7 separate regions of the Mus musculus genome follow, and all the other regions are linked to region 1. Evidence: chromatin contacts called from public Hi-C and HiChIP or PLAC-seq data. All regions are on one chromosome and are shown on one strand. The core of a region is the stretch at or near the end of the contact, and the rest is flanking DNA. Distances in the headings are between cores, read along the strand shown. Region 1 overlaps Lrmda (leucine rich melanocyte differentiation associated). Region 2 overlaps Lrmda (leucine rich melanocyte differentiation associated). Region 3 holds the start of Lrmda (leucine rich melanocyte differentiation associated). Region 4 overlaps Lrmda (leucine rich melanocyte differentiation associated). Region 5 overlaps Lrmda (leucine rich melanocyte differentiation associated). Region 6 overlaps Lrmda (leucine rich melanocyte differentiation associated). Region 7 overlaps Lrmda (leucine rich melanocyte differentiation associated).

Region 1 (4,099 bases), core at 802-3,301:
ACACCAAGTCAATAAATAATAAACAGAATAATAAGGAAAATCAGTTAGCTTTAGGATAAATAACCTCTTTTAATACATGTTACTAATATATTTGCATTTCTTCTGGGTTATAAAAAGCAAATTTTGACATTTTTATCTAGGCAGGAAGGGGCCCATAGCAATTCCATTTCCATCCCGGCACTAGATCATCCCTATTTCTTGACCTTAGTGTGTACTGAGATATTCTGTTTGACCTTTCCCTTAGCTAGAGTCTATTCATTATTTATATGCGACTCTCCTTCCCTCTTTCCTGATCCTCTCCAACTGCTCTAAACACTTCTTTCTCTTTGGTTGAAAATTCACCAACAATCAGAGGCCTCACCATAATCTCATACTTAAATTTCTGTTCCTTGTGTACATGATTCCTGCTTCTTCATGGTAGTAAAGGGACACTTACACCAGTGTAAGATATCCACACTGTAAACTCTACACACCCTGGTCTCACATTCAAATAAATAAAGTGACCCCTGTCATAATCTCCACATTCATTGTCACATATATACCTTGCTCTTCCATTCCTGAACCTCTTCCCCCACAGACCCTGAATCATGGCAGATACTTAAATTTTTCCAACTGTTGTGCCTCCAGCTTCTGCTAACAGACTTTTACAAAAGCTGTCCCTGAAAGCCCTCCCTTTCCACAGCTTCCTAGCAAAAACCTTAGCCATGTTTAGATCCTAGTTCTGATGTATCCTCTTCCAAGCAGCCTTCCAAGATCCTATGTGCAAAAGATGTTCCACTTTGTTCCTTCACCCCTGAACTCCTCAGCATCTATCAGGACCAGCCTCTGTCCAAGGGAATTTGTAGACTGTGAGACATACCTTAGCATGTATGATAAAAATAAAGATCCAAGAGAAAGGACCTTGGAGGAGGAAGGAGGAAAGACACACAAATAATATCAAGCTCTGTAGCACTGTGGGCAGCTGGACCTTCCTAGAGCTCAGGGGACACAGGAGGCTGAATAGAAGGCACCGAGCTAACCCCATGACAGAAAACTGTCACTGGCACAGGCAAGGCTTCTCTTGAGTGACATTCCTAACCTGTCCTGTTCCAGGCAAAGGAGTTTTAGGGCCATGCACTGGAAATGGCAATACTGCAGGGACACCCACAGCTTCTGCTGCAGCCTGCTTGCCTGCCTCAAGCGCCCAGCAGGATTCTGGGCTGTCATAGATACTTGGCAAGTATTCACAAAGAAACCCATTTTTCAAGTTCTTTGAAGGTGGGGTCTGCCTTTTATTTTCTGCCTGGCACAGTAGATAAGAATTCAAATCACACATGCTAAGTGAAGAAGGTTGCACAGTTTAACTTAATCCCCCACCTCCTGGCTGGGCTGGGACCAGGCTATGTGAGCTGAGCCCACACTTCATTTGTTCCTCTCTCTAGTTTGCACATGCTTATTCAGGCACACACTGCAGACCCATCCCAGCTCTTGTGAAGCTTAGCACTGGATTCAGTGAAGAGGTTCAGTAATCTCTCTGGAAAATGCACCAGTGACCAGAGGAACAGCACAGGAATGCTAGAAGATTCTAGGTCATTCCTGAATATGCTTGCTTTCCTGCAGTTTCTGGTGTCTTTGCTATTTAGGAACTGTTCTACTGTATCTAGGAACTGAGGTAAGCATCTACCAGGAGAGCTGCAGTTACCCCACCATATCTCCCATGCTTCTTTGAAATCATATCACGAAAAGGATATGCCAAGAAAGTGCCTACAGACCCAGTCATAGCCAAGGACTCAAACAAAGACAAATTATGTAAGCCTGAGCAACGGCATCAGGCAAGGGAAGGACAAGCCAGGTTTTCCAGCCAATTTCAGAGCAGACCAGCTGCTCTGCATCATTGAGATATCTGCCTTCCTAGGACACCAGACATAGGTCACCCATCAGTCATTCATCTTTTTGATGAATTGTGCTGTCCGGCATACCCTTTCCAAAATGTGCTTCTAGATGGTGAGGGTGGCTCAGGGTGACTGTTCATGCCACATTCAGCCCCCACAGCCAACTGAGTCTACTCTCTGAACTACAGCAGGAAACGCCTACTTGTCATCTTGCTCCAAGCAAGGAACAAAGCAACCCAATGGTGTATGAACTGAAATTTGCCTGGGGAGAAGCATTCCATGCCTGAGTTTATTGAGACCTGGCATCCTTGGGACCTGATGGGGAGACCAAGGATTTATGGGCATGACTCAACTCCGATATGCTTCAAACCACATGGCTAAAAATGAGTACAGGAGACTTGGCTGCTCCTCAAGGCTCTGTTCCCTGTTCACAACATCTTGAACAAATCATGTCTCTCTGGGCCCCCATCTTCCCCTCTAAAAAAATGAGAGAATCACCTCGATGTCCATTCCCCTTTGTGCCACATGCTCAAGTTTAGTCATGAGTGACACAGCACTTAGCACTAATATCCTTGCTACGGGATTTGCATGTCGATAAGGGAATTGCATTCATTCTATTTTTCCACCAAGATGCTGTTAGAGTAAAAATGCCTCAGGATCCCCTGCTCTGATGAAAAGTGTGTGTGTGTGTGTGTGTGTGTGTGTGTGTGTGTGTGTGTCTGTGTGTGTGTGTTATAGTTTTAAGTAGAATGAGAAACAAGAAAAGGAGATGAAGGATTTGAACCTAGCTCTTTTACCATGAACTTGATTTTATTCCATTCATGCAAAAGAGCCACATAGGAATCATTCTGACCACCAGAGGGCTTTCCACACTGACAAAATGCATTAAAAAAGACAGAAGATGGTGAAATTAAAAATTGGAAAGTTCCAAGTTACACTGTTGAGCTCTATAAAGGACTGGGCCTGAATTAAATACGATTAAAAAGGAAACCCGAGGTTTCCTTGAGTTTGGCATGTTTCTCTATATAGTGGGGAAGAAAAGCTGCCATTCTTCCTAAATGTCAGAAAAACATTCAAAGTACTTGTCTGGGCTGGGAAGCCAGCAGGACATTTCAAACGATCTATTGCCGTTTTAATCACGGAGTCAGTTATTAGTTCCCGAATGCTAGAGCATGGTTTGCACCCTTTGGCTTCTTCAGTTGAAAGTCAGAACTGCCCTCAACGATAGTGCACTGCAACCCTCGAGGCCATTCATGTGAATGTGGAGTGAGAGTGGGTGGGCTACATTGTGACGTCACAACAGACTTCTCCTGGGGAAGATGACAAGCTTGGTGAAGGGTGAGCCTGAAGGTATCGAAAAGAGACAGCACTTAAAAGGAAAAACAGCGCTGAGCGTGGAGACCACTTCCATCCCCTGAAAATGCAAAAATATGTAAACAGAACTGCAGATATGCAAAAACTGAAATTTCCCTATAAGAATTTTCTTGTATTTTATCATCATAAGCTAAATGCCAAATAACTGACGAAATGCCTGATCAACCTTAGATCGAAATTCTTAGCATTTACCAATAGTCTGGCTTAACCAATGATATGGCCCTTGGCAGAAATAAAAGCAACACGAAAACAAATGCCATACTAGAAAATAAAAAAGAACTCAGGGCTGGAAAGAACACTGATTGTTCTTACAGAGGACCTGAGTTCAATTCCCAGCAACCACATGGTGGCTCACAACCATACGTAATGGGATCCATTGTCTTCTTCTGGTGTGTCTGAAGACAGCTATGGTGTGCTCATATACATAAATAAACAAAACTTTTAAAAAAAGAACAGAAAAGAAAAACCAAACTCTTACTGTAGCCATATCTGCACCATACAGGGCAGCCCAGAACCATGAGGTTGACTGCTGCCAGTATCCATACCAATGACAATGGACAAAGCCGTCCACGCACTTCAGCCTCTTCCTTATGAGGGTAGCACAATTCCCATCATTCCACAGTTATCCAAGTCAATAACAGCCATGGAAAATCTGGCAAAGGGTTCACAGTCCTCTCCAAATCCAAGAGAGCCACAGGACTGTTGGATAATTGCTATACTAGCTGGTAATTCATCTGACTCACGGCCCCATTGGGTGCCATGCTTCTAGAAATATCCTCATTAGTTAAATCATGTTTCCCTTTTCCCCTCCTCAGGAGTCAGACTCAGAGCTGGCGGGTAAGGAAGAGAGCTAC
Region 2 (4,099 bases), core at 743-3,242, 460 kb before region 1:
TCGTTCTCCATCATACTGGAACAACTCTAACAAGAACTTCTGCTCCTAGCCACTGGCCTTGTACTTGCTGCCTTTTAAGATCCAGAATCTCTCACAGGGAATCTAAACTTAAGGAACTACTTTATTTAACAGGAACATAAACACACACACACACACACACACACACACACACACACACACACACACACATTCCAAGGCTCTTCGGAGTTAATTAAATTTGGAATACCCACAGGCCCCCAAATTTCCAAGGAAAAGCATGATCGTGGGACACTGATTGGCTGGGAATGGAACCCCCTTGGGCTCCCCAGAGAAGCCCTCCTCTGATGGGAAATTCAAACCTAAGGTCATGGAAACACTGCTTGCCCTTCCCCCAACTTCAGTTATCCAGTGTAGCTCTGCTAGACTGAAAACCCAAGGCATTCCCCATTGCCAGTCCATATCACAATCAATGTTGATTGAATGTCTGAATGTAATTTGAATGAGAGGCATTTCAAAGCACAAAGGTTCTGTTCCCAATAAATTCAGTCTATATAATCAAATGCATTCTTGCTGGCCCAATCAGCAGAGGCCTGGCAGGGACAGAAAGAAAGAAAGAAAGAAAGAAAGAAAGAAAGAGAGAGAGAGAGAGAGAGAGAGAGAGAGAGAGAGAGAGAGAGGAAGAAGAAGAAGAAGGAGGGGGGAGGGAGGGAGGGAGGGAGGGAGGGAGGGAGGGAGGGAGGGAGGGAGGGAGGGAGAAAAGTAGAGAAGAGAAAAGAAAAAAGAAAACCTAAGCTTAAATCTTACAATTGCCCCTTTGAGGGTCGTTGACTCTGCAAGTTTTACAGTGGGATCCCCAAAATGAATGCTGCCTCTATGCAAAGCAACAGGGGGTCATGTTATAATTAGAATGCAATCAGTGGGATTGGTTATGGCTTGGTTCTCTTTCTGAAATGACAATCTATGCCACATCTGCCATTACATTAATATTTTCTGCCTTTTGAGAACAGGGGGAGGGTGGGTAGGGGAGGTGGAGGAAGGCATCTCTCTACTGGGCTGCTGATAGAGTTGTCTTAACTAGAAGTCTGCGTGAGCTAATCAAGGCCTGAGCAGTTCACCTTTAAAATACCCAAACCATCTGGCAGGCTGTCCCACGATAAATCTCTATGATAAATGCCTCCGTTTTGATGTTACAAAGGAACCACAGACCTGCTCAGTTTTGGCACAGCTGAGAACATACTGGCAACAGCAGAATAGAATTCAGATGTCCTCAAATAGAGAAGTAAATCATTTTGACCTGCGGGGCATAATATATTTAGAGAAAGCCTGATTGTAATAAAAAGGTTGGTCTTGTCACAGTTTCTGCTGCAGGAATGGTGATCTATTTTTTTGTTTTGTTTTGTTTTGTTTTGCTTTTCTGGTATATACTTTTCAGTTTAATGAAAACTCCAGTGAGTATCCTATAAAAGCTTTCCATCTCTACCCCTGCTTTTTGTGTGAGAGTCTTCAGACATCTCTTTCTGTCCCCTTGTGAATTGCTACAGTGGCCGCTTGCTGGTTCTCAGGCATCCTGCAGAGGAATAGCTGGAGTGGAGCATGCCTTCAGAATGATTAATCCACTTGCCTTTCACGGGTCTGTTTTGCTGGGCCCAGAGCCACTGCCAAGAAAGGACACACTGTGACCACCAGCACCAGGGAGAGAAGGCATAGCCTCTCAACTCAAGGTTAGCCTGGACCTGGTGCCGAGGGGGACTCATAAAATAAATTATGCTGTGTGGTTTTGGAAGGTAGACTTTTATGTCTCGCCAAGCTTCAGAAACAAATTATAGAGTGGTCAGTTGTCCTTATTTATTTCATGTTTTCCCCCCATAACATTAAGAAACTAATTAAACATGGATGCCAAATGGTAAGCAGTCTTTGTCCCACTTCCTTGCTTAGACACACAGTGCCTCACCCTTGGCTGTGGAGAAGGATCTCAGCCAAGCAAGGTTTAGCTAATGACAAGGCTTCAGCCGTTCTAGGGCTCCTGGGAATGCCTGGGACCTTGTGACAAGGCTTGGTGTCTTTTCCCACTCTGGCCTAGTTGGTTACAACAGCTTGACCAATTCTCTCCACAGCTGCTGGGGTCACTTTCTGGTGACTAATGGGAAAGACAGATTTCCCATCTGTCCCCTGAAAAATGGTTTAATAAAATGAGTCTGCTCACACACCCAAAGGAAGCCAGAAACAGGCATGAGAGGTGACATGTGTCCGATGAGGGGGTTTTCAATCTCACCCTGTTAGTCTCCAGACAAAGTTGGCAACAAAGAAGAGTAGCTGTTTCCCTGGGTAGAACTGAGTTGGGAAAGGAACACAGGCTGTTTTGAAGCTCACCGGAGCCTGCAGCGACGAGAGTCTGCAATTGCTCAGAGTCTCATTGAAAAAAAAGTACAAATAAATTTGAGGTCACCCTGTTCAATAAAACTTTAAAAAAATATATTTACTGACAGTCCACTTGGAAGGAAAAAGACACAAAAATTTATTGGCTGTTGGCAACTAGAGTGGAGACATGTTTCCCATACCTTTTTGTCTGCCTTGGGCAAAACAACACTTATCTAGTTGTTTGACTGTCCTACAAGGCAGTGCTCATGGTGCAGAGAGGAGACACCCACTGAATCTGTGGCTTCTTCAGCTCTTTAATCATTTCTTTGGCTTTTTCCCCGAATCCCTTCCAGGCTCTGGAGATTATGGTAGTTGACGATTCTTTGGGTTCAGTGGGGACAAAGAGAAATGTGCCAGGTAAGAGCATGTGCACCTATAGTTACAATGACATGGAATAATGGCACCCATTCACTCTCCCTTCTTCCCTGGCTCTTTACTCCCCTCAACTATGTGACTTGTCACTTCTGATGCTCACAGACCCTCTGGCCAGGTCACTTTTCAAATCTCTTCCTGCAATTAACAATGTGGCTACCAAGAGGCCCTGCAGGAAAATAAGAGACATTCCTCCTGCTCCCCGACTTCACCATGCTTTGCTTGTGGGTTTTGGCTCGACTCATTGGGGATGTTTCTCTTTTCTCATCTGCTCTTTAAAGCAAGAAGACACCTTGAGCCTAAACGTCCCAGAGAAGCAGGAAGATTAAGTGTGCAGTACTCACAGGTTGTGTACTTAACATTGATATTATTACTTTTTCTTTTTCTTTATTAGATATTTTCTTCATTTGCATTTCAAATGCTATCCCGAAAGTCCCCTATACCCTCTCCCCACCCTGTTCCCCAACCCACCCACTCCTGCTTCCTAGTCTGGCATTCCCCTGTACTGGGGCATATAATCTTTGAAAGACCTTTCGAAGGGCCTTTCATCCCATTGATGGCCTACTAGGCCATCCTTTGCTACATATGCAACTAGAGACACAAGTCTGGGGGGTACTTGTTAGTTCATATTGTTGTTTCTCCTATAGGGTTACAGGCCCCTTCAGCTTCTTGGGTACTTTCTCTAGCTCCTTCATTGGGGGCCCTGTGTTCCATCCAATAGATGACTGTGAGCATCCACTTTTGTATTTGCCAGGCACTGGCATAGCCTTACAAGAGATAGCTATATCAGGGTCCTGTCAGCAAAATCTTGCTGGCATATGCAACAGTGTCTGAGTTTGGTGGTTGTTTATGGGATGGATCCCCAGGTAGGGCAGTCTCTAGATGGTCCTTCCGTCCATCTCAGCTCCAAACATTGTCTCTGTAACTCCTTCCATGGGTATTTTGTTCCCCATTCTAAGAAAGAACGAAATACCCACACTTTGGTCTTCCTTCTTCTTGAGTTTCATGTGTTTGCGAATTGTATCTTGGGCATTCTAAGTTTCTTGGCAAATATCCACTTATCAGTGAGTGCATATCACGTGTGTTCTTTTGTGATTGGGTTACCTCACTCCAGATCCACCTACTTGCCTAAGAATTTCATAAATTCATTGTTTTTGATAGCTGAGTAGTACTACATTGTGTAAATGTAACACATTTTCTGTATCCCTTACTCTGTTGAGGGACATCTGGGTTCTTTCCAGCTTCTGCCTATCATAAATAAGGCTGGTATGAACATAGTGGAACATGTGTCCTTATTACAATTTGGAACATCTTCTGGGTATATGCCCAG
Region 3 (4,099 bases), core at 579-3,078, 430 kb after region 1:
CAAGGTACTCTGGAGCCTTCCTAGCTCCTCTGGATAATTTACCTTGAAATACTGGGCAGGGCCAAAAAAAAAAAAAAAAAAAAAAAAAAAAAAAAAAAAAGCCTTCCCACAAGTCAGCAGATGCCCCTGAGCTCTGTGAAGGTACCTGAAGCATCAAGTCTTGAGGAGGACAAGATAAGAACAAGGAAGTCTTGGGAAGTTTCAACCTCACTGTCAAGTTCTCCAGGAACTTGGAAGAAACTAAGCACAAAGAATGCTGGGACCAGAAATGCAGAGACCACAGTATGCAGGGGGAGAGGACCCTGCTTTGTAGGCAGATGCATGAGGGCAGGACCCCCTTCCCGGGCACACACCCCTCTTTCTAGGAAGCCAAACCTCCCAGAAGCCCCTATACCCTGGCTTAAAATAAGATTCTCCTTTTCTGGCCGCTCAGTGGAGGCTGACAGCAGCCTGGCAGGCTCACTGCTGAGCTCTGGACTTGTGCCTGTCTGAGACTCCAGGCAGAGCCAGGGATCCTAGGAGATTAGGCCAATAGGGGCAGCAGAGAGATGGCAATTCAGCTTATTTCCATCAATACCTGCAGGGTGCCTGGTGCATAGAAGTCACTCAATAAATGTATTCAGTTGAGGAATAAACTACCAGACTCTGTTTTTTTAAAAAAAAAAAAAAAAAATGGAGTAGTTTGGTAGGGTGCACCCAGCAGGTATTTGTGTTTCCCCTTTGTAAAACTCTGAGGCCTCTGAGGAAGAACAATTCCCTTATCCCTGATGCTCTGAGCCTAAAGGGAGAACTTTCACCCTGTCTCCCTAGGGTGGAGAACTTTGCATAGTGAGTGCTGGCTTCATGGGAGGCAAAGCAAAAGAGAAACTACTTTTTTTTTCAGCACATACAGGGTCCCTGCTCAGCCTAGGGGAGTTTACCAGAGACCTTACCAAAGAGCTGAAAACGGGCACTGCGGGGTGTCTACCATCCAGTCTTGCCATGCCTTAGTGACACCTCTTCAAGAACCAGAGTAAAAATGTAGCACACCCTGGGCCTCCACCAGCCTTGAAAAGGAACCTCATTGTGAAAACAGAGCTCCTCCAGCCCCCGGCCAGGCGACACTCTGTGGTTTTCGTTGTGGCTCTGATGACTCTGTGCGCTTTGCTGCCATGCCCCCTCCCCCCTTTCTCCCATGTAAATGTATCAGATCATTTGTACAGTTGCCCTGGTATCAATAGGTAAACGGTTGCGTATTAAAACATTTTTCTTGCACCCTAAAAGTTCTTCTAAAACCCGCATTGTGAAAGAAGAAACTGAACCACTTTTGGTGAAAAATATGAGCCACCAGCACTGGGTCGCATGGAGAAGTTAGTCCCTAAGTGTTGATCAGTGTGACTCTAAGGACAGAGGGAGTTGGGGGATCTCAACTGCTTATCACACCACTACAAAGTGTGGCAGGATCAAAAGAAGAGTCTGACCCTTCTTCAACTTGGAGAAAGTGTGGGTACTTGGCACACATCACCTGCACATGCGACCTCCTCCCAGGGAAAAGGCACTCAGGTTAAAAGCCTTGGAGACCCGTGCCCCTCTGTCCCTCCCATCCCCAACTGGATCCCGGGACTAGATGGGGCTCACTTGGACCGACTTACTTGAGTTCCACTGACCATGAGCCCAGCCATTGTGGCAGGAACCCAGCAGGCGGGCGGCACTGAGCAGGGTGGCGGGCGGCGCAGTTCCGCACTGGGAGGTCAGCTGACCAACGGAAGCCCTAGACTCCGGTCGGCCACCAAGAACTGTGCGCAGCAGCGCTGCCGCCGCTGGCTGGCTCAACCCGGTGCACGTGAACCTGCACCTCCGGGCAGCTCGCAGCGGGTGGCCCGCGGCGCTGCACCCAGCGTGGGAACCCCACGCGACTACTCCTCTCTCCTGCCCAGTTCCTGTCCGGTTCCTCTACGGCCCCCGCTCCCCAAAAGGTGCCCCTTCCAGAATCCAATGCCCAGAGCTTTATTGCATTCATCAGACTCAGACTTGAAGTGAAGGGTGAAGGGGGTCCCCATCGTGGACGTGTCAGCAGAGTTGCTGCTAGTTCCCGACTCAGAACTGGGCCTTCCCAGAATTTCACAATCTAGGTTACATAACCGTCCTCAACTGCTGGAAGGAGGGGCCTCTTCACTCAAAGTCCCCAGTACAGTCTAAAAAGTATGAGCTTGCTAGCAGTGGGGAATGGGTCTCCTGGTGGGATGGAGTTTCCATTTGTTAGAGAGAAGGCTACAAGGAAAGGTTGAATTTTCCCCTTAAAGTGTCAGCTGGTCATACAGCCCCTACTCTCTTCAGGCCCACCACCACCGCAGTAGCTGACAGTAATGAAAGTTAGGGCAGGAATATTGATAATGTCTCCTACTCTCAGGATCCTTTTGTTCTTATTCTCCTCCAAGGGAAGAGACATGTGTAAGAATCAAAGCTATTAATCCTGTCGGCAGCACACACACGAGCCTAAACACACATACGTGTATACACACACACACACACACACCCCTCCCACCTCACCCTCACCCTCCAGAAGGAAGAAGTGACCATTGTCACCTCCTGACTGGGAAATCCAACCCAAGACCAGCAGCTCCCACATTCCAGATTTCCCTCTGGAACCTTCTTCTTGCCTGCTCTTGCCTTCCCACCTCCACCCTAAGGATGGTGCCAGTCCTTACCTATCATTGGGGTCGTGGCTGATAGATAGGCCTAGAGCAAAGTCACGTTAGCAAGAGAAAAACACATTTAATCCAAGTTTTCCATGGTAGGGGAGCCTTCAGAAATGAAGGTGTGGTGGATGGGAAACCACAGGCCTGTAATGACAGCACTTGAGGGGCTGAGGCGGTATCTCAAACTGGAGGCCCGACGGGGCTACATAACAAGACTGTGTCTCTGAGAAGAAAATAGTGTGTATGTCCGTGTGTGTGTGTGTGTGTGTGTGTGTGTGTGTGTGTGTGTGTGCGTGTGTGTGTGTTCATGTGTGTGTGTATGTGTGTGTATGTATATGTTGGTATGTGTGTGTGTTCATGTGTATTCGTGTGTGTGTGTGTATGTGTATGTATTCATGTATGTTCGTGTGTGCATGTGTGTGCATGTGTGTGTGCATGTGTATGCATTCATGTATGTTCATGTGTGTGTGTGTGCATGTGTATGTATTCATGTATGTTCGTGTGTGTGTGCGCTCGCGTGCGCTCGCACAAAGATACAGCTCAGACTGGATGAAGCTGAGTTAGCTGAACAGGAATATGACGGACAAAAGGGTGCACTATTGAGTGTGTAAACATTAAAGGGAGAGGGCAGGAGAGCATCCCTCCCCCAGGGAGCCCACTGGGACTCTTCTGGGATCAGGATCTAAGGACTCTCCATCATACAAGGCAACTTGATTTCTTTGCGACCAGCTCCCACCCAGAAAGACAGCTTCAAGTAGGATCTCTAGGATGTAAGTCTTGCTCTGAGGGAGAGGGGGTCAGGTTCCCAGGATCCACCTTGGGGATGAGGAGTCTTGGCTTCTATGACTCATTTCTAGAGAGAGACGGTGCTGGAGACAGAAGAGCAGGAGACAGGAAGAGACTGCTTCTGAGGCTGAGCTGGGACCTTCCCTTCCCCATAATTATTATTACATTGTGTGTGTGTCCATTATAACATATATACATGTTCGCACTTGAAGAGGTGGATGACAGCTTTCGAAAGTTGGATCTCTCCTACCAAGCAGGTCCAGGAGAACTAACTCAGGCCCTTGGGCTTGACAGTGGTCACCTTTACCAGCTTAACCATCTCACTGTGCTCCCACCCTTTCCCCTTTCATTCTAAATGCTCATCCTGCCAGAGCCCTGGACTGTGGAGTGCCACTTTCTGAGTCCCTGCCCTGACTTGGCTGTTCTGCTCTCTTTATAGATGGATGCCAACATCACTCAACTAGATAAGGAAAGGCAGAGTCCTGGTCTCACTTTCAGGGCAGGTACTGTAGCTTGGCAGGACCACAGATAATTGTGGCTGCCACCTCCATACAGGAGAATGGTCACGAGACTTTGGCTGTCATTGTCTCTGTGTCTAAGCAGCACTTAGAAGCCACTGGCTATGCCTCCAATGA
Region 4 (4,099 bases), core at 1,029-3,528, 390 kb after region 1:
TGAACACTATAGAAACACAGAAAAAATGCTTTTGACATGTTAAGTGAAAAACAGCAGAACTCAAAACAATATGGGTACCATTAGCTGAGCATGAGCTTGGTTGGGTACCAGAGTCTTGGAACAGACCAAACCAAGTTCCAATGCTGACTCTGCAAGTCGGGTGCTGTGATGCCCAAGCATGGTTTCCTAGTGCCCTGTAGTGAAAGGATTATGGTAAGACTGACATCCCACAGCTGCTGACAGTTCAAAAAGCCAGCCTCTTACCCAAAATTCAACTCCCCCAACAACCAGGATATATGCAGTATAAGAAGTATGACTTTTTGGATAGAATTGGGACTTTGTCTTGATCACAGAGGTGGGGGGGTCACTGTGACCTCATAGCTTCTGCATCAGAACTCAAGAAAGAAAACTGGAGTGACATGATTACGAGAGGTTTGCCAGCACCAGCGGCCATCGCCTCTGGTCATTTTAAAGACTGAAAAAGAGATGCTTGTGTCCAGCAGACACCAAGAGCATAAATATGATAGACCATTTCTCCAGGATGAAGCCAACCTCTCCGCTCAAAGCACAGTGCCCAGGGGTGAGCCTCTGACCCCACAACTGGGGACAATAGCACTACCATACCATGAACATGCAGGGCCAGGCTGATTAATCAAATCCTCTCCAACCTGGACTGGATCCTTCCAGAGTATAGAAAAACTTGACATTGCCTGTTCTGGTCCCCTAAAACTCAAGGTCTAAGGATGTCCTAACCATGACTCTGGAAATAACTGCCCTTCTCATGACTCCCAAACTTTTCAAAGACTCCCAAACTTATGCCCTCCAGGGACCTGACAGTTCCAGGGAAACAGCAAAGGGGATGCTCAGATCCAAGGGAGCCAATAAGGAGGATCTCCTCCACAGAAGTGAGATCCAAGCACAGCAAACTGAGAGAAGAAAAGATGGCATTCCAACATAATTGCACAACCATTCACCTGTTCCTCAAACAGAGCCCCAGTCTCTATCACACACCCAGGCCCCCCCTCCTATAGACCCCAGTCTTTATCACACACCCTCCTCCTATAGACCCCAGTCTCCATCACACACCCAGGTCCCCCCCCTCCTATAGACCCCAGTCTCTATCACACACCCAGGCCCCCCTCCTATAGACCCCAGTCTCTATCACACACCCAGGCCCCCCTCCTATAGACCCCAGTCTCTATCACACACCCAGGTCCTTCCTCCTATAGACCCCAGTCTCTATCACACACCCCCCTCCTATAGACCCCAGTCTCTATCACACACCCAGGCGCCCCCCCTCCTATAGACCCCAGTCTCTATCACACACCCAGATTCCCTCCTCCTAATGGCCAGAACTTCTCTGGAAGATTTTTACCCTCTAGCTTTATGCTTTGACCCTCACTGGTATGCAAACACATATCAGAAATTATTCTGACAACTTGGCCTTCATCTGAAAAGTTTTCAGACCTGGTCCTCAGACCATGTTGATAGAGGAAAAACAAAAGTAAACAACAACAACAATAACAAAAGCAAGAAGGCACTCGAATCTTGAGAAAGATGAAAAAGTTCATCATGCAAAAGGAGAGGTCACACCCAAGAATGAGGAAGGTAGAACTCTTGCAAACAAGTCTCCAGGACCCTTCTGTCACCGTGGTTTAGTGTTGGTATCCTGTGAGTGGTTAGCATGGCACACACCTTAGCATGCCTCTTGTTCCCATAAGCTACATCAACCTATCCAGTCTTTACAGCACAAGCATGGACACCATGCCCCATCTTTCCATGAGCCCCGCATTGTTCTGTAGCTCTAAGCCAAGCAAAGACACTGCTGGTTCCTCTCACAGCCCCCTCCTCTACTGCCTACCTCATGATGCATAACCCAGCCCCAACACACACCCTCATGAGTGTGTGTGTGCACATACACATAGGATGTAATACACCTGCACGTGACAGGAAGCTAGGAGCAACACCAGATGTAATAGGTGTCATCAGGAAGACGTTGAACAGAGGGAAATAGCATGCAGAATCTGAATTCAGGCTGGGCTCAGGCTCCTAAGCCTCAGGACTCTTTGCAGCAAGGCCCCGGAGGCTGCCACGGTCTCTGGTTGGGTCCAGGGAAGCAGTAGATAAAGCAGATAAGTAAAGGCATTTCAATCGATGATGCTCCCCCATGACTCAGTGTTTCTTTATTGCAACATGCTCGCTATAAAAGCCATTTTCCTCTTACAGGATCTGCTGGGGCAACACGTGATGTCATCATAAATCACCACCCTCCACCCCAGCCTCTCTTTCTTTTCCTTTAAAATGTCAGCAGATTTCTTGGAGTTTCTAAGGAGCCAAGAGAGCCAGCACCATCTCCCAGTTTTGGCAGGGAAACCCATCTTCTTTCCCAAGATGTCTGTCTTCACTTCCCCTCTGGCTCTCCCAGAGGAGCGCTGCGACGATAAAGCCTGGAAGCCTCCAGAAAGTCACAGAAAGCAGTTATGGAAAAAAAAGAAGAAGAAAAAAAAAGAAAGAAAGGCTCTCCTTTCTACCCTGTCCAAATGTAGCGTCTTTCTCTCAGTCCTTTTTTTCCTCTCCTCCTATTTTGGTGCACTTCCAGGGGAAGTGGATGTATAGAGGGAACTGTTAAACAAGGTCTAATACAATCCATGCCTCCGAGGCACGGATGCCATTAATCAGAACGATGGCTTTGTGTGAGAGAGGCCACAGGCTGGATGGGCGCCATGGACCAATAACGCAGACAAACCCCTACCTACCCAACCCACACTATCCCCTTTGGGGCTTGGTATTCATTTTTCCTACCCTTCCCCCCACCAAACCCTGTGCCCAACATTCCCACAAAGGCCTCCTGGAAAAAAAAATACTATCATAACAGGGAGAAAAAAAAGTTTCCTTTTATTCTAAGTTCACTGGACCAAAAAGGAAAATCCTAAAGAAACTCTAACCCACAAGATCTTGCAGGGCCATGGCCAAGAGGAACTGTCAGCTAGCTAAGGTTTTTGTCTAGTCACACAGGGTATCACTTTTGAGAAAAATCTGTATTCTGGAAGGGTCCCTTCTAGAAAGAACTCTGTCAACAGAAGGTACTGCCAACTGTCCATATCCCCAACATTTAGTGACCGGATGGCGTTGAAAACATAAAGTACAGCTAGACTCCTGCTGGAGCGTCTTTCTCTACTCCTGACTCACAGAGCACAGTCTCCTCCACTTCCAGCCATATCCCTCAAAGAGAGCCGGGTTAACTACAGACAACAGAGAGCAAAGGAGCTTCCAAATGATTAACTAGCACCTATGAGACCTTTGAGATGATAATGGAGACCCTATGTCCCCTTCCTACCTCTCCACTAGCACCTATGAGACCTTTGAGATGATAATGGAGACCCTAAGTCCCCCTCCTACCTCTCCACTAAAAACAAATTCTTTTGCTGGACCTAGGATGCCTGACACTTAAACATTCAGACCAGGATCGTCCCCAGAAGCTTGGAGATGTTCCTTGAAGACTTTTCCTTCTTTATCAGCCATTTGCACTAAACCTAAATGAGTTGGGGCTCCTCAGTAAGAAGCAAAGAGGAGAATAAGGTAACAGGAATAGGAGTTAGGGAAGGTGGAGAGTCACAAGTTTGATGTCTGATACTCACAAGCTGCCTACAGGGGTCTTTAACATTCTCTGTCTGCCAAGAACACCTGGTGTCCTGTGTTTCCCCTCTTTCTTTCTTCCTGGACATCCTGATTGATTCCCACTCAAAGATAGGAGAAACTCAAGAAGGAAACATGGAAGAATGAAGAGATGAGGCAAACAAAACAACAACAACAAGTCTGCTATGGACCATCTTGAGGATCAGAGACAGTAACCAAGACACTTGAGATTCTGGATGTGTCACTGGACAAGCCAGAGACTGCTAGGGGTCAAATGACAAGTGAGGCCCAGGTGTGGAGCCTCTAATCCAGCATGGGAGGGAGAGGCTGAAGAATGGGGCATTTGAGGTCAGCCTCAGCTACACAGCAAGCTCTGGAGCAGCCTAGCCTACATGAGACATTGTCTCAAAACACTGGAAAGACAGGTTATAGAGAAGGGCTATGGAGAGAGCGGGAAAGTTTC
Region 5 (4,099 bases), core at 1,032-3,531, 350 kb after region 1:
CAGACGTCAGCACTTCGCAGCACTCTCCTCTAAGCTCAGTGCCCAGGCAGACGGAGGCGAGTGTTAACCCAGAGCACAGTGTGCTGCGTGACAGATGCACAGCCCCTTTCTAGCCCTTCACAAGCCTGTGCTTCTGCCCACCCTGCCCACCTCCTCCCAGTCCTGGGACATCTTTGCCTCCTATTCAGAGTCAATTAGTTCTTCTTCCACTGTGCTTTCTTGTAAATCTTTTCCCCCTATACTATAGCCTAAACTTTCAAATTCAATAGCCAAGCCTGGCCTTTCCTATTCTGCGTTTTCTGCCCACAGTTCCTTACTGAATAAAGTAAACATCACATACCCAAGCAAGCTAATGAGTGGAAAGGGGGCAGGCAAACAAGAGATCCAAAGAATTGCACGGTTAAAACAGGAAGACTTTTTTAAGTGCAGCGACAATCTGAAATTAATATCCTGTCACACAAATATTTATTGAGTGTGTCTTCTGTGCTGGGTACTCTGCCAGGTGTTTTCATTTCTCAGTTGAACTCAGGACAACCTTGTCTTCATGTTGCAGAGAGAAGACCAGAGGCAGGTGGCAAATGACCTCCAGAGTCACACAGTTGGGGAGCCTGTGGCCAGCTCCCCTATGCTTCTAACAGACTGGCCTCAGGATGGGTTATGGGCCCTATAAACTCCAGGTGATGAAGCAGGGTTAAGAGTTAAGGGGCTGGGGAGATGACTCCGGGGGTAAGGAAAAGGTAAAAAGCAAAAGGTCTGGGTTCAAGACCCAGCATCCACGTGAAAGCTTTGCTTTACAGAGCATGAGTGTGGAGTGGTGCAGGCAAGGGGTGAGGGGAGCGAATCCTGAGGGCTTCCTACCAGGCAGCCTAGCCAAAACAACAAGCCTCGGGCTCTCACCAAAAGCTACACAGGAAGACATCTGACATCCACCACTGACCTCCACAAGAGGGCAAGTTACCCACTCAAAAACAACCATGTACACATGTGCATGTGTGTGTGTGTGTGCTTGTGTGTGTTAAAGGCTAGAAAATTCAGTTCCTTCACTGAGATGAGAAAACTGAGGCCAGAAAACTGAAATGACTTATTCAGTGTCCCCTGGTCAAAAGGAAAATGGCTATTAGCTAACAAGAAGGAAAGCAGTTGAAAGGATGGTTGGCTTTGAGTGGGCATGATTAACCCCAAATCTGCCAGCAGTCAAGACCTGCCACCTCTCTATGACTTGCTACCATCTGCAGAGCACAAAAGACCTGAAAGAAATGCACAAAATTCCCCATGTCAGCAGATGTCAGAGATGCGGATTGGGCTACTAACATCCCAGAGAACCAGCCTAAAAGCCTAGTGTTCTTCCTAGACACAGTCTAATCAGTAGACACTAAATAAAAGTAACACAGCTATGTGGGCACAAAAGTACATCTTAAGTCAAAATAAGTGTGTTAAAGCTGGCCAGTGGTGGCACACACCTTTAGTCCCAGCACTCTGGAGGCAGAAGCAAATGGATCTCTGTGAGTTCAAGGCCAGCCTGGTTTACAGAGCAAGCTCCAGGCATCCAAGACCACACAGTGAAATCCTGTCTCAAAAAACAAACAAACAAACAAACAAAAAGAGTGTTAAGTATGATATTTGCTTATGCTCTCCTGATAAAAATTGTGTAAGTATGTTACAACATCTCTGGCCTTGTGAGTTTCTGTTCCCAAGTAACAGAGGAGATATCAGCCTAGCAATGGTGGCCCGCAAGGGCCAACAAAGAGTGGTTAAGCACTCCCACTGTCACCACTCTCAAACACCTGGTCATGTCTGATTAATGAGATGAAGTCCAGATGCTTAAAAATGTCTGCTAAATCAAAGGGGGGGGGATGGAAAGAAACAAAGAGCGCAGGGAGTAGCCCAGAAGCCTGTCTCTAATATGGTGGACTTCGTTATCTGTGATGTCTTTCAACCACAGATAACAGAGTCAACCACATGGAATCCAAGATGCGTGCCAGGTGAAAAAACACCATAAAGACATAATAAAAAGTTGCACTGGTGCCTATAAATTGCTGGGGGACTGTTAGGAGGGCAGAGCCATAAATTCTTGATGTTTCCCAAATTAGAGGGTACGGACAAATATGCAAATCTATCTGTGTGGGTAATTGAGGGCTAAAAGTCTGCTGTTGAGCACAGCTACCTCCCTCAAAGGCTTCTAGGAAGTCTGCACCAGGCACACACAACACACTCTGTAGGAATTCAATTTGGAAGCCATCATCTAAAGCACAGAGGAGAACAGGAAAGTCGTATTGCTATAATGCTTAGATTATCAATCATCTTGACAGTTTATTGGCTTTATCACCACACATACCATTAAAATGATGTCTGGCCCAGACTGTCAAAAGCAAACATTAAACAGACCAGGATTAAAAAGCAGATCGCAAACAGCACTCCAGTCAAGTTTCCCCTCTGCTCTGAAATTAGTTAGAGCAACTGACGAAGAAACTGGCCCTGGACTTTGAAGAAATACACAGCCCAAAAGGCTCCGAGTCAACTCAGACCTGACAGGCTGATAGGTCATGTCTTGTTATGGTAAATCTCAGTCCTTCTCGGCTGATTTATCACACACTCTGTGGAATAGAATTATTGCTATTGGTGAAACGGAGAAGGAAGGGAGAGGAAAGGAAATACGAGAGAGAGAGAGAGAGAGAGAGAGAGAGAGAGAGAGAGAGGCAAATACCATAATTTTCCTCATCTTGCAATCCAGGGCTTGCATCAAAAGGGCCAAGCTAGCTCCCTGAAGTGGGGTAGGAATGCTAATAAATTCACACTACTATGCAAACAGATTAACATTACCCCCACACAGGTTATTAAAATAATTTTACAGATTCGGAAGAACCGACTAGGCAGCCGAAGACACATTCATAATTCAAGAGCTGGAGACAGGGAAAGAGTTACGAACCTTATACGTTTTTGAAAATGCCTCTGCATGTGTCACTTTGGCAAGGAAATCTCAACACAATTAAAACTATACTAGCACATCAATAGGGCTCAATTGAGAGCTGTGTACCTGCCTTTTACTAGGCTGCTGCTTTATGGATGCCTCGGGAAGAAAGGCGAAATGGGAACTTCACTGCTAATTAAAGGGAACCTTCAGGGCCTGAGGAGAAATGGTGGCATTTCTCAAATACATATAAAAGGAGGGCGTTTTCAAAACTCTCTGCCAAGGGTTTGGCTTTTCCACAGTCCCTAGAACTGCTCTCTGTGTGTTTGGAAGTTGCAGAGCTATTCTGTTTGTGATTAATAGCTTGCTTTCCAGTACAAATAAGTCATTAAGAACGGTGGGGTGGGGCGCAGAGAAGCAATGGCTAGAAGCTGGCCCAGAAACATCCCAGCCAGTAGGAAACGCATTCCACATTTCTCAACCTTTCACCCCCTTGATTATTTACCCAAGTGGGGTCCCCTCTGGGTGACTTCAGCATGACCCCTTAAGTGAAAAACCTCACTGGGTTTTTCACAGAGGCCTCTTCTCTTGCTCCCTTCCTGTAGGCCTCATTGGCACCTCAGGGGCTCAGTGAACACATTATTTAGAAAAACCTCTGCGGTTGACAGGACAAATACTGCATGATCACAGATGGCTTGCAGTCACCCCATTACGAGTGCCTGCCATCAGCGGGGTATCCCTGAGTAGTAAGGACTCCCCAAAACAGGCTAGGCTGCCATCTTGTCAAAATTCCAACCAGCCAAGTACCTCCGAACAGTGTCATCCTGTTATGTTGGCTAGTGTATGGAGGAAAGACTAATAGTATGTCATTTCCCCCACGGGAGGGACATTCCCTGTGCATCAGATGTCACCAGGGTTAGTGCTGAGGAACGAGAGCCGCACACCAGGCATGCACACAGCTGAGCAAACACTGTCCTTCGCACCTGAATGACCATCTGGGTTTGGGGAAACAGGCAAGACCTGCCCACATCCTCAGCCTACCCAGCGTCCCATCCCAGCTGCACACCAGAGCCAGGAGGGGGCCCCTGGGGGGACAGCAAGCATCCTGGCACCACTTCTACTGCCATCACCCCTAGCTCAGATTTCTACAACACTTTCACTATCACCCAGGGAACCCCACACAGCACTTGG
Region 6 (4,099 bases), core at 436-2,935, 330 kb after region 1:
AATTAAAAAGTTTAAAGAATAGTCTTTGAAGGCAGTGGAGCGCACTAGGCCACACTGCTCAGTTCTTTCACCCACCACCTTACAAATGAAGAAACTTGAACTCTCAGAGCTCAGAAACAGTTCTAAAACCTAAACCCATGTGTGGAGTCACCTGGCACTGTGCCTGACACTGGTCAGCACTCAATAAATGTCCTCTCATTCCTCCTCTGGGGATCTAGAGTCTTTAAAGAAACTTCATGAACGATTCTGGCTTCCACCTTAAGATAATGCATTTCAGCACAAAAAACAACTCCAACCCAAAGCTTCCTCTGAGACGTCAACCCTTCCTTCCCCACAGACTGCGCATGGCTGACAAAGGAGAATTTTTGTGAGCTCCTCGGTCCTCCCAGGCCACCCTTCCAGAATCCAGAGTGCAGATTGGAACGCTAGCAACAAATCCTTCCTATGTTTCAAACGCGTTCAGCTTTGCCTGCCCACTGGGCTGGGATTGTAGACTTTGACTCAGGACTTGGAATCAGGAGTTCTGAGCCCTAATCTCAACGTTGCTTCTAGCAGGCTGGCCTCATTTGAGGTTAGTAACGACTCCCTCCTCTCTGGATCTGTTTCTGTAGCCATTCCCCTGAAATACCCAATAAGGAAAATCTGAACCCAGCTTCTCAGGTTCCCATCAAACTTATCCATCTATGAGTGTGTGAACACACACACAGACACACTCAGAGACACACAAAGAAACATATACACAGAGGCACACTCACACAGAAACACACACACCAAGAACCTGAGAATTAAGAATATAAGGTTGAGTTTTTACAGATCTCCTTGGCTCCCTTTTAAGATTGGTTCTTGGTGGGAAACTGTGTTATGAGAGACCCAAACTTTAAACATACCAGAAAGCACCAGTTACAGTGGGGAGGGGCACCCAGGGTCCCTATATCAGAATTAGTCAGTTTCTGTCACCAACAGAGTGAAAATCCAGAAGTACTATAGATCATCAGGGACACTTGAGCTTACAGTCATATTTCACAGACAAAATTACATTCCAGGAAGAGAGATGGGGGAAGGGAGCGGAGATGGAGGGAGGGAAAGCCACATAAAAGTTCTGAAATATATCAATGTCCAAAAATGGATAGGGGAGGGGAATAAAAAGAAACCTTTGAGGAGTGTAAAAACCATGAAATAAAATATCTATCTTATTTCAGGGTCCTGGAGTAAATAATATTTCTGATGCTCCCAAAGAGAGTCAAATGCAGCCAGCAAAACAAACACAAATACAAATAAATACTGGGCAAGTGAATTAGGGAAGGTACACAGAGGAATTTCAAACTAGGATGAAGGTTTGATTCGGAAACGAGTTCCTGCCTTCTGCCTCCTACACGCCCCTCATTCTTTTCTTCGTGAAGTAAAATCCATTATTTTGAAAACACCATTTGAAATCCTCAAGAAAGAGCAAAACACAGTATTGTGGTATTCCAAAGTAATATCTCTTGTTTATAACCATATAAATTTAGCCCCTGGCACTACAGGGCTTATATAATAGAATAGAGTTATTTTAACAGGGGCCTGTTTAAGAGGCAGCAAAATGCTCGGCTCATTTTCTCCAGTGGGAGGGACACAGCCTCATGTGAGGGGGAGAACATGCCGAAGTCATTACCTCGGGAAGGCCATCCGTCAAAGCCGGGTCGCTCTGGCATGGCCAGCACCTCTGGTGAGATCAGAGAGGCGCCTCTGCTTGCAATTACCAAAGAAGGGCCTTGGCTTTAGACAGCCTGCTATCAATTACGACCCTGGCCTCGCCGCTTGGACTTGTCAATTTCCCAGTGTCTTCTGTTTTGTAACAGTGAGCAAAGGGGGCTCCTCCTGACTGATTCTTGGAAGTTCCTCGTGTGTTGTGTCACTCCTCGGTGTCATTAACAATTCAATTAAAATTTCACAGCACACAAGGCAGGCAGTGCTGGACAGAGGCTGAAAGGGCCTGGCCCAGGAGGTTCCAGAAAGACCTGCAGTGGGGCCATGTCCGATCACACCGACCCAATCTTGAGATGTTTTTCACTTCTCAAGTCAGGCTTACATGTGTCTCCCATCTGACACAATGCTGGCTGTCATCCTGGCAAGAAAACACGTTTGATGTTCTCACCCCATGAGGGAGGGGGGGTGCACTGATGGAACGGAATTTCAGGCCAACTAGAAACAAAAATCTAATATTATGACACTCGACATTCGGGCTCTGCAATGGATAACTCTTGAGTACTCTCAACCGGCTCTCTTTATCTTTGGCATATTCTAGAAGCTTCTGTTTTCTAAATTTGTCTTTGGGCTGTGGTGGTTGTTTGAGCCCTTGCCTTTTCTTGCTCCTTGGAGCCCAGATGTCCAGAAGAACTGAGGCAGGCAGTGTGTAAATCACAGTTAAATGATTTGGGTAGGTAGCGGATGGAGACAGAATAACCAAAAACCAGAAAGACTTACTCCTGTCGTTATTAACTCTCTGGAAGCGCAAACACCCCTTTGTCTGGCTGAGGGATGGAACAACACATGCTCAAGTGTTTTAAGGGTCCCGAGGGTTCAGGGCAAAATCAAAAAAAAAAAAAAGAAAAAAAAAAAAAAGAAAAACCTTTCAGGCTTAAGACTTCTGAGGCAGCTTTCTCTCTAACCCTCTCAATGAGTTTAGTCATGCAGGGAAAGATTCTTTAAACTTACCAAAGACTTTGTTTAATGCCCAAGAAAATGCAGACTGTCAGGGCCCTTTGTCGGGATTTGGTGGCTTAAGTCCATTCCCCAATACACTGGGACCCTCCACCTTCATTCTCGGGCTTCCTTTTGACATCAAGTGCTGGATAATTGTCTGATTTCCTTCTAGGTAAAGGGAGATTAAATGCCCGGCTGCAACAACTGACACACAAAAGGGAAAGTATAGTTTAGCCACCATATTTATCAAGATAATTTTTTTTCCACATGCTGATTAATAACATTAGCCAACATCCCCTTTGGCTTGGGGTGGGGGTGGGGAGAGAGAGAAGCTGGGGACAGACATGTCCCCCTCAGAGTATCAGAGTTGACAGTTCAAGGCAAAAAATGATTTGCATGTAAATTCTGATCAAAAGCAAGTCTGCACCCTGAAGTTGTCAAGTTTAGCTACCAATTTGACACGTAAATGGGCTATAGCAAAACTTGATTTAAACTGAAGAGGGAGAAAACATGGCAACTCAATTACCCCTAGCAGATCGGATCTGGCAGCTGGGGTCAAACTTTTCACCCTGTTGCATTTCTCAATACCTGATGCTTTAAACAAACACTATGTATTCCTCCTCCGATCCTGGAGGAAAATGCGTTTCTCAGGGCTCCCTACTGTGGCCCAGATTAAAAAATAAAGTTTCACTTGTGTGGGATCTGGAGCCATTTTCCTCATGTAAATTTCAGAATAAATCAGGACTTAAGAAATGGCCTTTTGCGCTAAACAAAAAAAAAAAAAAAAGGAAGAAGAAAAATGTCTCTGATAAAAAAAAAGGTGGGGAAAGAAAATGGGAGAGTGAGGAAGGGAGCATCATGGGGGAGATTTGTGATGTACTAAAAGATGATTTAAAATCAAATATCCCCATAGCATTAGAGGCAAAACACTGACTTGTTTTTAGTTTGCTTTTAATATATTCCATAGTTGAGCTTAGACTGAACAGCTAACAACTCAGTGGGGAGAAAAACAAATACCTAATTCTAAATCAGCTCCAAATTTATAAGGGACAAAGGTCCTAGTAAGGTCTGGGGGACAAAGACACACAAACAGGAAAGATCTAGGCTCACCACCCAGCTGGGGTTTGCAGACAGCCAAGCCTGGGCTAATGAAGCCCCAAGAAGACTTCTCATTCCTGCAAGTACCATTTAGGCCAACTGCCCACCAAGACTCTTCTAAGTGGCCTAAATCCAAAATTACTTTGAGTTGGTTTTAAGCTCATTCTATAAAAGCAAGGAGTTGATTGACTCTGAATTCACCCCTAATTTCTAGAACCAAGAATGAGCAACCAGGGGGGAAAGTGTCCCACTTATTTAACCAACAAATATATTAAATATGTGTTGAGTTCAAGCCCTGCGCTAAACACAGTAATATCAA
Region 7 (4,099 bases), core at 1,031-3,530, 340 kb before region 1:
AACTTTTATTGGGAGGCTAATACACTAGTACCCTAGAGGGAGAAACAGCTCTCTTGCTTTCCCCAGATTTTTCAAGCAGGTTTCTGGAAGCCTGGCCAAAGATAGAGGATTGGCTTGTTCCCCAATAAAGAACTTCATTGGTCAGTTTAGCATCTGTGCTGTCTTGATGAAGAAGCCTGGGCTTGAAGGCACCCAGCTAAAAGACTCCAGGGGCACAAAACCTAGAATAACAAATAGGTAGAAAATACCATGGATGGGCCTGGAGAGATAGCTCAGTGGTTCAGGGCACTGGCTGTTCTTGTAGAGGAACTGTCCTTAGGTCCAAGCACCTACCAAGGGCTTACCACCATCTGCCAAAACAGCTCAAGGTATCCAATGCCCTCTTCTGGCTTCCATGGGCACCAGGCACACACATGGTGTACATACATAATGCAAGCAAAACACTCATACACACAAAATAAAAATAAAGAAATCTTTTTGAAAAAAATATCTAGAAAGGATGGGGATTTAAGAAAGAAAACACTTTATAAAAAATATAAGACAAAACGAACATGGGGTAAAGTTCTGTATAAAATTCACCCACTTTCTTGTTGCCAAGACAAAATATAATCTATGAAAACATACATGTATGTATGCATATGTGTATACACATACCACAATTAGCCACACATTAGTATACATCTATTAGAGGTTCTCAGTCCAGGCTTTAATGACCTCCTTACTACATTGAGATATTATAAGTTTTTAGACCATAAGAAATGGAGAGGCATTTCTTCCTTTGTGTCTCATAAATGGCCAGTTCAGACATAAGCAGTCTGGCTTGGGAGAAGCTGAATCCTGAAGAGAATGGCCAACCATATTCCACAGACAGAATGAAATCATTCACTTAATCCCCGAACTCGTATCTAATGGATGTGAGTACATCTTGTGTTTTGTCCTAGGCACTAGAGGTTTGTGAGCAAAATAGGCAGAAATACTACCAGCCTTGCAACTAGTACAGAATTGGGAAAATACAGAAATCAAAAACACCTCCTTCACTATCCTACTAAAATCAGTTACAGACTCAATGTGGAGCCCAGTAAAATGTGCTAGCTCTTGTATAGGTTTTCTGTACACACTGCCATGGCTTCTGTGTCTTAAAAGAGCACAGACTTACTGTTTGAATGTTAGCCATTTGTAAACAGGTCCTGGTAGGTGAAATCAAGCTGCTTCTTTTGGATGCTGTGAGGAGTAGAAATGCTTGGAGTTGCCCCTGCCCTGTCTCTCCTGCATTTCTTTCTTTCCATCATCAAAGTGCACTCCCATCTCAGCCCTCTTCATCGCATCACCTCCTGTCCCTGTGACTTTCTCTGAGTCCCTCTACCCAGTGACTGTGTTTATACCAGGCCCATGTGAACAGCCAGAGCTCTTCGAGCTTTGACTGATGGCCTAGAGGCACAATGCTTTCTTGCTCGTTTCACCATTCCATGGTGAAAGACAACAAAACATTCGAGAATCAAAGATCACAAGAATGTTCAAGGTCTGGGTTTCCAAGAGTAAGTAAGATGATGTACTGGAAATGTGTACTGCTATTATTATACCGTTGTTACAATTATCCAGTGATACAATTATCATAGTTGAGCCCACGTCTTCGACTATACAAACCATTGCAATGTCCAGAACTCTCTTCCCACTACTTAAATTACAATCTACTTTGTAAGTCCCTGCCTTGTTCATTCTCTCTGCCTCCTCAGCTAGGAGTGATGCTGTTTTCTTCCCTTCCAACCTCCAGTAATGTAAGCACCAACCATTTAAGACTATGTTATTATCATTGTCATTATTATTATTAGCCACACACACACACACCCATGTATTGTGAGGAAGGCAGAGATGTTTGTCCTATTGCTTACTTAGCACAGAGATGAGGCCACAGTAGATCATTTTTTTTAGATCACTAAGTGACTAAGTGGACTGGTTCCAGAGTTTAGTCCTCAGGGGTCTGCATGAAAAGCACAGTTCCAATGTCACATTCAAGGGGAGCCAGCTGTGAGCTTCCTCATTCCCCTACTACACTGCACTCTGACTTCCAAAATGAAAGCAATCCCCATCTTTCCCAGACATCATGTACAAGATGATGCCCTCCCAACCAGGATGAGGACGGCTTCTGGCCTCCATCTGTGTGCCAAGTAGCACAAGTGTCTGCTATACACCCTGAGGAAGGCAAACAGGACACAGAATAGAACAAAGAGCTCACACCAGTCAAAGCCAGTTTGAGCCAGTCCGCACTGCTCTGAGAACTCCACCCCCCCTCCCTCCCAGCTGGCAAGAGGACAAGAAGAAGATCACTGACTTCAATCTTTGGCCTCCTAACCACGAAAGGACTTGTGAAGGTGAACGGTTTGCAGACGAAGGGGGATATAAAAGAGACAAAACCAGGATAAAAATTAAATAAAAAGTAGCTGTCTTAAACTGTAATTGCAGTCCTCTGCTGAGCACGCTTGCAGATATATAAATGTGATTTACCATCAGCTTGCAACTACAAATCAGGTCTTGAGAAACACTTGTGCTATGAAATTGTTTAATCTCATCAAGCTCTGCTTTCACAGCAAGCCATAAATCACGGAGTCTTTGTTATCATAGACCTCCACCAGCGCCTCTCTGGCAGGCCATGGATCGTGGGTATATATAATCTTGACTGCACAAACACTGGGGTCGACGCAGGCTGAAATACTTTCATAATAGCCACTGTGCAGCTGCTGGAACACAAGCCCATGATGGATATCTCATTTCCTACAGTCGGCATCTATTTCGAGCAAATTATTACCACATAAATTTCTTGTCAACAGAAACGGCCAATTAATTAAGTTAAAAATTTACTTGTGATCACATCTACAAACCAAATAGAACGGCAAGGCAATTTTCCAGTTACTGAATATACTGCAGGTCAGTTTAATGAATAATTTTTAACTTTGTCATAAACTCAAAGACAGGCTAATATCTCCAGAAAACTGAATGGAGACCAGCTGCCGACAGATTTACACAAAATATATTTATGGGGAATTTGATTGCTGACATCTGGGGACAGAAATAAACTTTCTATAATTACAGAGACATCTTTGCCATATATATGGATTTCTTTCACCCAAAAATGCAAATATGTCCTCAGGAAGGGTATATTTATATGTTCAGGCAGGGCTACAATGGGGTTCGATGGCTTTTGGAGAAATCATTGCATTAAATTTCTTTGCTAGTGATGGGTTCAGTATCATAGGGAGAGACAAAATCATGGGCAAAGACCTGTTTATCACTGACCCACACCTGTCCCAACCCCAAATCAGCTCTCTCTCTCTCTCTCTCTCTCTCTCTCTCTCTCTCTCTCCCCCTCTCTCTCTCTCTCTCTCTCTCTCTCCTTCTCTCTCTCCCTCTCTCTCTCTCTCTCCCTCTCTTCCCCCTCTCTCCCCCCTCTCCCTCCCTCTCTCTCTGAGGTGGTACACCACTTGGCACATGTCCAGCAGTGTAAGCAGCACTCAGAGGCTTTGTCAGGTAAGGCAGACGGACATAGCTTCCCCACAGAGCTGTGATGCCCATGAACCAGATCTGCTTGGAAAATCAGGCCAGCAGAGGGCCCTATAATAATTCCTCGTCCAACCATGTGTCTTTGAACTGAAGGAAAACCATGGTGTGTGTGTGGGGGGGGGGGGGAGGGATGTATGTGTGGGGGGGTGTAGGGGTAATTGTCCAGTTGAGTTATGGGCTATGGGTACAGGGACACATGGCAGATTTGATTACAGATAGGGATTTACTCAGCCAACTACTTGTGAGAGGTAGAATTATGACTTTCATAAGGGCCATCCCCTTACCTGACATGTGGAGAGCATTCAAGGTCTTCCAAATCATTGCTCCTGTCTGTCTCTAACAGGTCCTTTGACCTTGTCTCCAGCCTGCCACTGTTACATGAGATAGTCTCACAGCATGCCCTTTGCCTTTATGTTGCCATGACTCTGAGCCAACAAAGGAACTTTACATTTCTAGTCCACTTCCCATCATCTTTCAACTTTCTAGCTTGAAGATGGTCTCCATGGCTCCTTGACAGTATAAGAGACTATGGCTCTTCATTAGG

The links. Hi-C and Micro-C count contacts between places; a contact is called where the count stands out from the background. HiChIP or PLAC-seq counts read pairs in DNA pulled down with a chosen protein or histone mark.
Region 2: a contact with region 1 is called in a Hi-C map of uterus, with 4 times the contacts expected there. The contact joins two enhancer-like sites. A contact is called at or near these places in 3 of 484 Hi-C or Micro-C datasets (cortical neurons and uterus) and 2 of 115 datasets of contacts at active chromatin or transcription factors (embryonic forebrain and fibro-adipogenic progenitors).
Region 3: a contact with region 1 is called in an H3K4me3 HiChIP or PLAC-seq map of forebrain, with 4 times the contacts expected there. The contact joins the promoter of Lrmda here to the enhancer-like site in region 1. A contact is called at or near these places in 6 of 39 promoter capture datasets (embryonic stem cells, frontonasal cranial neural crest, liver and 3 more), 1 of 484 Hi-C or Micro-C datasets (nephron progenitors), 8 of 115 datasets of contacts at active chromatin or transcription factors (bone marrow-derived macrophages, embryonic basal ganglia, embryonic forebrain and 5 more) and 3 of 9 other capture datasets (adipose tissue, liver and pancreatic islet).
Region 4: a Hi-C map of uterus shows a contact between it and region 1, with 2.5 times the contacts expected there. The contact joins two enhancer-like sites. A contact is called at or near these places in 1 of 39 promoter capture datasets (the 3T3-L1 cell line), 2 of 484 Hi-C or Micro-C datasets (granulocyte-monocyte progenitors and uterus), 1 of 115 datasets of contacts at active chromatin or transcription factors (embryonic basal ganglia) and 1 of 9 other capture datasets (embryonic stem cells).
Region 5: a contact with region 1 is called in a Hi-C map of uterus, with 5 times the contacts expected there. The contact joins two enhancer-like sites. A contact is called at or near these places in 5 of 484 Hi-C or Micro-C datasets (embryonic fibroblasts and uterus).
Region 6: a Hi-C map of uterus shows a contact between it and region 1, with 3 times the contacts expected there. The contact joins two enhancer-like sites. A contact is called at or near these places in 4 of 484 Hi-C or Micro-C datasets (all in uterus) and 1 of 9 other capture datasets (embryonic tail).
Region 7: a Hi-C map of uterus shows a contact between it and region 1, with 3 times the contacts expected there. The contact joins two enhancer-like sites. A contact is called at or near these places in 2 of 484 Hi-C or Micro-C datasets (the HPC-7 cell line and uterus) and 1 of 9 other capture datasets (embryonic tail).

The regions. Positions count from the first base shown.
Region 1 is chr14:22,443,368-22,447,466 of GRCm38.p6, reverse strand. The region is part of intron 2 of Lrmda (leucine rich melanocyte differentiation associated); the gene reads right to left. Among named protein-coding and RNA genes, the nearest start is that of 4930405A10Rik, 97 kb to the left of the region's middle. Within about 2 kb of position 2,051, at least 23 of the 459 cell types and tissues checked have an H3K27ac peak or open chromatin away from gene starts, as enhancers often do. A contact at or near this core is called in forebrain and uterus, where this site is marked.
Region 2 is chr14:22,904,449-22,908,547 of GRCm38.p6, reverse strand. The region is part of intron 6 of Lrmda (leucine rich melanocyte differentiation associated); the gene reads right to left. Among named protein-coding and RNA genes, the nearest start is that of Gm30783, 26 kb to the left of the region's middle. Within about 2 kb of position 1,992, at least 77 of the 459 cell types and tissues checked have an H3K27ac peak or open chromatin away from gene starts, as enhancers often do. A contact at or near this core is called in uterus, where this site is marked.
Region 3 is chr14:22,017,441-22,021,539 of GRCm38.p6, reverse strand. It overlaps Lrmda (leucine rich melanocyte differentiation associated), which reads right to left and starts at 1,828. Exons shown (of 7, transcript NM_028275.1): 1 at 1,632-1,828. The coding sequence starts at 1,661. Gm41106 (a long non-coding RNA gene) reads right to left here. Exons shown (of 2, transcript XR_874397.2): 2 at 2,735-4,099.
Region 4 is chr14:22,050,645-22,054,743 of GRCm38.p6, reverse strand. All of the region lies in intron 2 of Lrmda (leucine rich melanocyte differentiation associated), which reads right to left. Gm41107 (a long non-coding RNA gene) reads right to left here. Exons shown (of 2, transcript XR_874399.2): 2 at 1-4,099. Among named protein-coding and RNA genes, the nearest start is that of Gm41107, 21 kb to the right of the region's middle. Within about 2 kb of position 2,278, at least 34 of the 459 cell types and tissues checked have an H3K27ac peak or open chromatin away from gene starts, as enhancers often do. A contact at or near this core is called in uterus, where this site is marked.
Region 5 is chr14:22,089,268-22,093,366 of GRCm38.p6, reverse strand. The region is part of intron 2 of Lrmda (leucine rich melanocyte differentiation associated); the gene reads right to left. Among named protein-coding and RNA genes, the nearest start is that of Gm41107, 60 kb to the right of the region's middle. Within about 2 kb of position 2,281, at least 35 of the 459 cell types and tissues checked have an H3K27ac peak or open chromatin away from gene starts, as enhancers often do. A contact at or near this core is called in uterus, where this site is marked.
Region 6 is chr14:22,112,802-22,116,900 of GRCm38.p6, reverse strand. The region is part of intron 2 of Lrmda (leucine rich melanocyte differentiation associated); the gene reads right to left. Among named protein-coding and RNA genes, the nearest start is that of Gm41107, 84 kb to the right of the region's middle. RefSeq lists an enhancer at 950-3,686. Within about 2 kb of position 1,685, at least 40 of the 459 cell types and tissues checked have an H3K27ac peak or open chromatin away from gene starts, as enhancers often do. A contact at or near this core is called in uterus, where this site is marked.
Region 7 is chr14:22,782,007-22,786,105 of GRCm38.p6, reverse strand. All of the region lies in intron 5 of Lrmda (leucine rich melanocyte differentiation associated), which reads right to left. All of the region lies in intron 1 of Gm30926 (a long non-coding RNA gene), which reads left to right. Among named protein-coding and RNA genes, the nearest start is that of Gm30926, 17 kb to the left of the region's middle. Within about 2 kb of position 2,280, at least 60 of the 459 cell types and tissues checked have an H3K27ac peak or open chromatin away from gene starts, as enhancers often do. A contact at or near this core is called in uterus, where this site is marked.